Linked DNA regions of Danio rerio: region 1 is linked to region 2. Evidence: chromatin contacts called from public HiCAR-type data. All regions are on one chromosome and are shown on one strand. Each heading gives the region's core, a stretch centred on a gene start, on an enhancer-like site or on the middle of the called end of the contact. The rest is flanking DNA. Distances are from core to core; before and after follow the strand shown. Region 1 overlaps mbnl1 (muscleblind-like splicing regulator 1). Region 2 has its middle 23 kb from the start of mbnl1.

Region 1 (3,256 bases), core at 104-2,603, 48 kb after region 2:
TTTGTTTGAGCATCCACATTGATCAATGCATTCAAATCTGTGCGAGAAAAACGTCTGGTGTGAACTATAGCCCAGTGGTCCTCCAGACCAGCTGGTCACCACTTGACAATTTTAAACAACCTGGGGGAGGGGGGTGGTGGGGGTTAGGGTGTACAGCGACCGTCAACCATTTTCTCAAAGGGTGACGGGCTGACAAAACATTTCTCCAACTCTGATACAAGTTTTATTTACAGAGAAAATTAAAAAGCACTGCAATGTTTGTGTGTTCTGTGGCATATTGCATGGAAAGTATGAAGCTGATTGGTCAGTTCTTGTCACGTGACACGGCATTCAGAAAAGGTGAGATGTTTTCACCTAGGAGTTGTAAACACGTCTCACCGCGCTTACGTGCGCACCTCCATTCGAAATAACGAACTTGAGCGAGAAAAAGACGCGAAATGTGAACAGCAGCCATCATTTTTGATCTCCAGCAGTTGATCCTCTTGCACAGACATGCTAAATTTATCTGTTTTGTTGACAACTGGGTTTCGGATCCATTCCTTGGCAGTTCATGGGTCTTTCACTGGGCCTATTCCCCTTCGCAAAGAAATTTTCAAAAGACCTCTGTTTCTTGCTCAATTTTGCTTGTGGGTTCGATTTTGGTGCTCAAGTGACCGAGATGTAAGCAAGAGAATTTTTCAAAATAAAAGATCGTTCAGACTCAGATAATAAATAAAATGAAAATAATTAATAATTTCTTCTGTGGCCCAGTACCAATTGATCTACAGACTGGTATGGGTCCGCAGCCTGGGGATTTGGTACCACTGCAATAGCCTTCGCTAGTATATATATAGGTTGTTAAATCCAAATCTTGATATGATTTTGAAAGTTTAAGGTTTTTAAAAATCATTAATTGCCAAAATGCAAACAAATACAGTGGACAACTTGATTTGTTTATGCCTTCCATAATCAGCAGAAATAATCCATAATTAATCATCTGATCATTTATTTATATCATTATGGCTGCAGATATATTGTGCATCGGTAGATATAACTGCCAATTTACTGTTGTGTGACCAAATAAAACATGTTTTTGCCTTCAGAATATGCATTTTCTGTAAGGTAAATAGCGTAAACATTACATAAAACATGCCAGGTGTCCTTCTGACAGCAGCAAAGCACTCTAGGAGTCATGCGCTAGAGGACATGCGGATGAGTTTTTAAAAAACTTTAAACCTAAATTGGCCCCTGAAAGTCAGATACACAGCTTATCAGGAACGCCCTGACCTACTTCAGTGTGTGTGTGTGTGTGTGTGTAGCTGTTAGAGGGAGATTTGCGCTGCGTGACTCAGCTTCTATTGAACTCTGGGAGTGGACCCTGCACTTCCTGTAGAGCTCAACAGGCTGAGTCATCAAAGCTCTGACTGACAGGAAACACATCATCAACCACAACGCATAAATCATTGAGAGGGAGGAGCCAGCAAGATGCATTATTCATAAGCGCAGTGACCAAAACACACACAGTACACATGATGTGCTGCATTTATGGGAGAAAAAAAATATCACATGGGCACGTTTGATGATCTGTTTTGCCATAATAGAGTGTCATAAGTACATTTTGTGTGTGTGAAGCGTTATATTATCGTTGGAATGCATATAATAAGACATTTTTGAGGCAGTGTGTGTGGGTCTCTTTGAAAACAGACACTCTGGTGGTACAGATGTGACCGGTCCTCCACAGACTGTTTGTTCAAAAGTCGTGTCTGTCGTGGTCGTGGTTTCCTAGCAACAGAGCCCTCCATCTAAGCCCGGCTCATTCTGATGTGTATTTATGAAACGGCTCGAACACACACTGAATACAATTATCAAGGCCTTTGAATAATGAAGAAAGACAGAAGAGAGGAGTCAGGTTTTAAATGCTTTTGTCATGCAAACGAATCTGTTGATAAGTTATATATTCTCAATCTCTGATCATGAACAGACATTACAGTTATTGAATATACAGCTTACTTGGATGCTTGATTTTGATTAGTCAGTCATTTTATATTAATTAAATGTTTTGCTTACTGTAATTGTACAGTTGTTATATTCTTTAAAGAACTCCCTTTTTTACATTTTCAGCTTTAATTACTGATTTATTTTGCTGTTTGTGCATGAAAAAGATCTGTAACGTCATTATTAACATAAAGCCACTCTAAAGCAGGTTATAATCTGTATTAGTAAGCAATCGTTCTCCCTCAAACTGTGGTATATATACACTCACCGACCACTTTATTAGGTATATCTTACTAGTACCATGTTGGACCTCCTTTTGCCTTCAGAACTGCCTTAATCCTTCGTAGTAGAGATTTTGGTCCATATTGACATGACAGCATCACGCAGTTGCTGCAGATTTGTCAGCTGCACATCCATGATGTTTGAGAAACCGGTCTGAAATAATTTGTGCTATATGACATTATCCTGCTGGAAGTAGCCATCAAATGATGGGTACACTGTGGTCATAAAAGGATGGACATGGTCAGCAACAATACTCGGGTAGGCTGTGGCATTGAAACGATGCTCAATGGGTACTAATGGGCCCAAAGCGTGCCACACCATTACACCACCACCACCAGCCTGAACCACTGATACAAGGCAGTATCCATGTGTTCATATTGTTGACGCCAAATTTTGACCCTACCGAATGTCGCAGCAGAAATTGAGACTCATCAGACCAGGCAACGTTTTTTCCAATCTTCTATTGTCCAATTTTGGTGAGCCTGTGTGAATTGTAGCGTCAGTTTCCTGTTCTTGGCTGACCGGAGTGGCACCCGGTGTGCGCTTCTGCTGCTGTAGCCCATCCGCCTCAAGGTTGGATGTGTTGTGTGTTCAGAGATGCTCCTCTTCATACCTCGGTTGTAACGAGTGGTTATTTGAGTTAGTGTTGCTTTTCTGGCTTGTTGCTCGAACCAGTCTGGCCATTCTCCTTTGGCCTCCGGCATCAACAAGGCATTTGTGCCTACAGAACTACCGCTCACTAGATATTTTCTCCTTTTCTGACCATTCTTTGTAAACCTTAGAGATGGTTGTGTGTCCCAGTAGATCAGCTGTTTCTGAAATACTCAGACCAGCCCGTCTGGCACCAACAACCATACTACATTCAAAGTCACTTAAATCACCTTTCTTCCTCATTCTGATGCTCGGTTTACACTGCAGCACATCGTCTTGACCATGTCTACATGCTAAAATCCATTGAGTTGCTGCCATGTGATTGGCTGATTAGAAATTTGTGTTAACA
Region 2 (3,105 bases), core at 216-2,715:
AAACAAACAGGAAGTGCATTTTCAGATTTAGATTACAAGGGCAAACTATTGTATTTTTTCTTAAAGATATTCACAGATGAACGGTTCAACACAAAATTAGCAATGTGAGCTAACTAAATCAATAGCTGCATCCCAAATGGCACATTATGCACTTATGTACTTTGTACTTATGCACTTACACACTCAACAACATAGTATATGTATGTAGTGTCGTCCCAAATGGAACACTAATGTTTTTTACTAAGCAGAAATTCAATCCGTTTCCCTGATGATGTTTGACGGTCGCCAAAATAGTGAAATTAATGACCAAACAACCCAATAATACCTGCCATGAGTATAACTGCATTCACTATCAGGAGGTGCTATAATCACTCTCATAGGAGAGTTTTGCCTTCACAATCCAAAATACATAAAGTTATCCAACATGTGCGCCCGATAACTCTGCCCCTTCCGCTATGTGAACAAACCTGCGGTCGCTGGGTGCATGAAGTATCCATCATTACACACTTCATTTTACCGGTTGAATGAGTGCATCATCTGGGTAATTAAAGTGCACTTATTATTTGTACAGTTTTCAGTGTGAACGCACTACTTACACTATTAATACAACAAAATGGCATAGAATAGTGCAAAAGTATGCGATTTGGGACGCAACTAATATAGTTTGTTTTGATTTCATGTGTACTTTAAAGGGTTAGTTCACCCAAAACCAAAAATTCTGACATAATTTACTCACCCTTCACTTGTTTGACTTAATTTTTTTTGGTTAAACATAAAAGAAGATAGTTTGAAGAATGTTGAAAACCTGTTGACTTCCATTGAATTTGTCCTACTATTAAAGTGTTTCTTCAAAATATCTTCTTTTATGTTCACAAGTTTTGTCTTCTCCTAATAAAGGTTTAGAACCACTTGAAGGTGAGTACATTTTCATTTTTGGATCAACTATCCCTTTAACATCAATGAACTAAATGAATGCAACCCACTTATTCTTTGTGTCATTTGTTAAATAGCTCAGAGTGCAAGTAAATCACACTTTTCTTCAATGCAAAAATGCATCATTCAGAGTTCCCCAATGATATATTTCCCTCCAGAAATGGCCGTAACCCAGATAGTGATGATTCAGAGTGGAATTAAGAGCAAATCCAGCCTTTTCCAGCAGCAGATAACACTGCCGCACAATGCACCAGGTGTGCAGCTGCGTGTGTGTGTGTGTGTGAGTGTGTCCCACTGCAGTCTGCAAGCCGAGCGCAGACAGACTCCAGGGAAAGCACGATGTAATCTCAAAAGCGCACTCGTTTTCTTTTCTTTACCTCCCTTTCCTTCCTTTTGTCCCCTCCCCTTCTCGTTTTCTTCTCTTTCTTTCTTTTTTTTTTTCGGTGAGGAACTCAAAGCATTAGCAGCAGCCACAGCACTTCCTGGTTGTGTTGGTGGGCAGGTCCAAAGAGCGTGATTGGCGCTTGAGTTCAGTGCTCTGCGCAGTGCTGCTGTTTCTCACACACACAGTGGCGCAACCAGCAGCCACACGCGCTCTATCTGTTCCTCTCTCTCTCTTTCTCCTCCTCTCTGAGAATGGTCCACCCGGTGCCTGAGGCTCTGCTGTCGAGGCCTGACGCCTGCGTCTGATCTCTCTCACACACACACACACACATATATACGCGCACTCAGTAGTAACCATGATGTGAGAGGTAAGAACTGCTTTTCTTGTCTGTCTCGCTCTCTCTGTCTGTCTGTGTCTCTCTCTTGTGCAGTTCTAACAGCACTGCACCACTTCGTTTTGTGCATTGGTTGTTCATTCAATGTGTGTGGGCTGACTTTATAGATTGCAAACAAATCTCAGTGGCGTTCGGAGGGGGGGGAAAGTTGCATCCGTGCATTTTTGGCAGGAAACGGCCCTCGCGCAGGTACTCCCCCACCCGTTGGAGACCGGCTACTTGTTTAGACAGTGGCAACCGTGCGATTGGTTAACAGTTCAACCAGAGAGACTTATCGTTTTTTTTTAACCCCCCCCACCCCCCTCCCTTCAAGTCTCACTTCCCTTCTGTTTGTTTTATGCGCGTACCAGCGCGTGTAGGGTTTTTTTCTTCCCCCCTCTCTCTCTCTCTCACTCTCTTTGCATATGCTCAGCCCTAAGAGCCTCCCCCCACATGTAAATTACGTGTGACATGTTTAACTGCTGTTTCCTAATATGGCTTGTGCTAGATTTCAGAGCGGTAGGACCCAGTCAGGCACCCTGGGACTGCACAGGGGCGTGTGAGAGAGAGCGTAGCTGTCTGCGAGAGGCAAACGAGAGGGGAGAGAGAGAGAGAGATGTTGACGCAGGTTTTCACTTCTGTCTGAGTGCGTCACTCTTCCGTGCAGTCATGTAAGTAAACGCCGAACACGCTCTCACTGCAGGGAGAAACATATGGATTCAGGTCTGCTCGATTTCTACGCTGAAGGGAAACATGTCAGATAACAGGTTATGTGACTTTTAGGACACTTGAACGTGAGTTATTGTTTGACTCTGCAGAGTGTTGAAACATCAGAGAAACACTGAGTGTCGTCACGTCTTGCTTGTATATGATTGAAGCAGTTGGTTTGAGTGTTTGAAGATGTATTTGTTGTTTGGCTTTGGGGGAGGATGGAAAATAAACTAATGATCTGTCGGGGTGGGCTGGCGACAACTCTTTGGGTTTTGTCGACGGCGCGCTGGAGTTGAGAAAGTGAAAGTGTTGAGAAAACAAGCACATGGAGGCTTTATAAGGAAGCACGCTTCACTTTAGTTTGATGCAATTCGCATCTGATTCTGTTTAGACTCGCTCTGAATTGATTTCTGCTTTAAACTGTGGATTATAGTGTTGATGCAAATTGACTGTTGGTTTAATCCCATATGTTTGCTATTATAAGTCTGTTGTGATGATTAATGCGCTACACCTGAGTTAGATAGCGTAATAGCACATCTGGTTGTTTCCACTGTCTCATATCTTTGAGTTTTTTGTCTTAGTGGCATTCTTGCATTTCTTCTGTAAAGGATGTTTTTACATGTGTTTTTTACATGCAGACCTATCTTTTTACATGCATGCCATATTTAATGTCACTTAAAGAACATGTTTGAAGATTTAAAAA

Evidence for each region. HiCAR-type assays count read pairs that join an accessible place to other places.
Region 1: a contact with region 2 is called in a HiCAR-type map of caudal fin, with 2.9 times the contacts expected there. The contact joins two enhancer-like sites. A contact is called at or near these places in 3 of 18 Hi-C or Micro-C datasets (caudal fin, skeletal muscle and an unstated tissue) and 1 of 4 datasets of contacts at active chromatin or transcription factors (caudal fin).

What each region holds. Positions count from the first base shown.
Region 1 is chr2:51,023,633-51,026,888 of GRCz12tu, forward strand. The region is part of intron 1 of mbnl1 (muscleblind-like splicing regulator 1); the gene reads left to right. LOC141378855 (a long non-coding RNA gene) reads left to right here. Exons shown (of 2, transcript XR_012394375.1): 2 at 1-717. Among named protein-coding and RNA genes, the nearest start is that of mbnl1, 25 kb to the left of the region's middle. Within about 2 kb of position 1,354, at least 46 of the 62 cell types and tissues checked have an H3K27ac peak or open chromatin away from gene starts, as enhancers often do. A contact at or near this core is called in caudal fin and skeletal muscle, where this site is marked.
Region 2 is chr2:50,975,771-50,978,875 of GRCz12tu, forward strand. No RefSeq gene overlaps it. Among named protein-coding and RNA genes, the nearest start is that of mbnl1, 23 kb to the right of the region's middle. Within about 2 kb of position 1,466, at least 58 of the 62 cell types and tissues checked have an H3K27ac peak or open chromatin away from gene starts, as enhancers often do. A contact at or near this core is called in caudal fin and skeletal muscle, where this site is marked.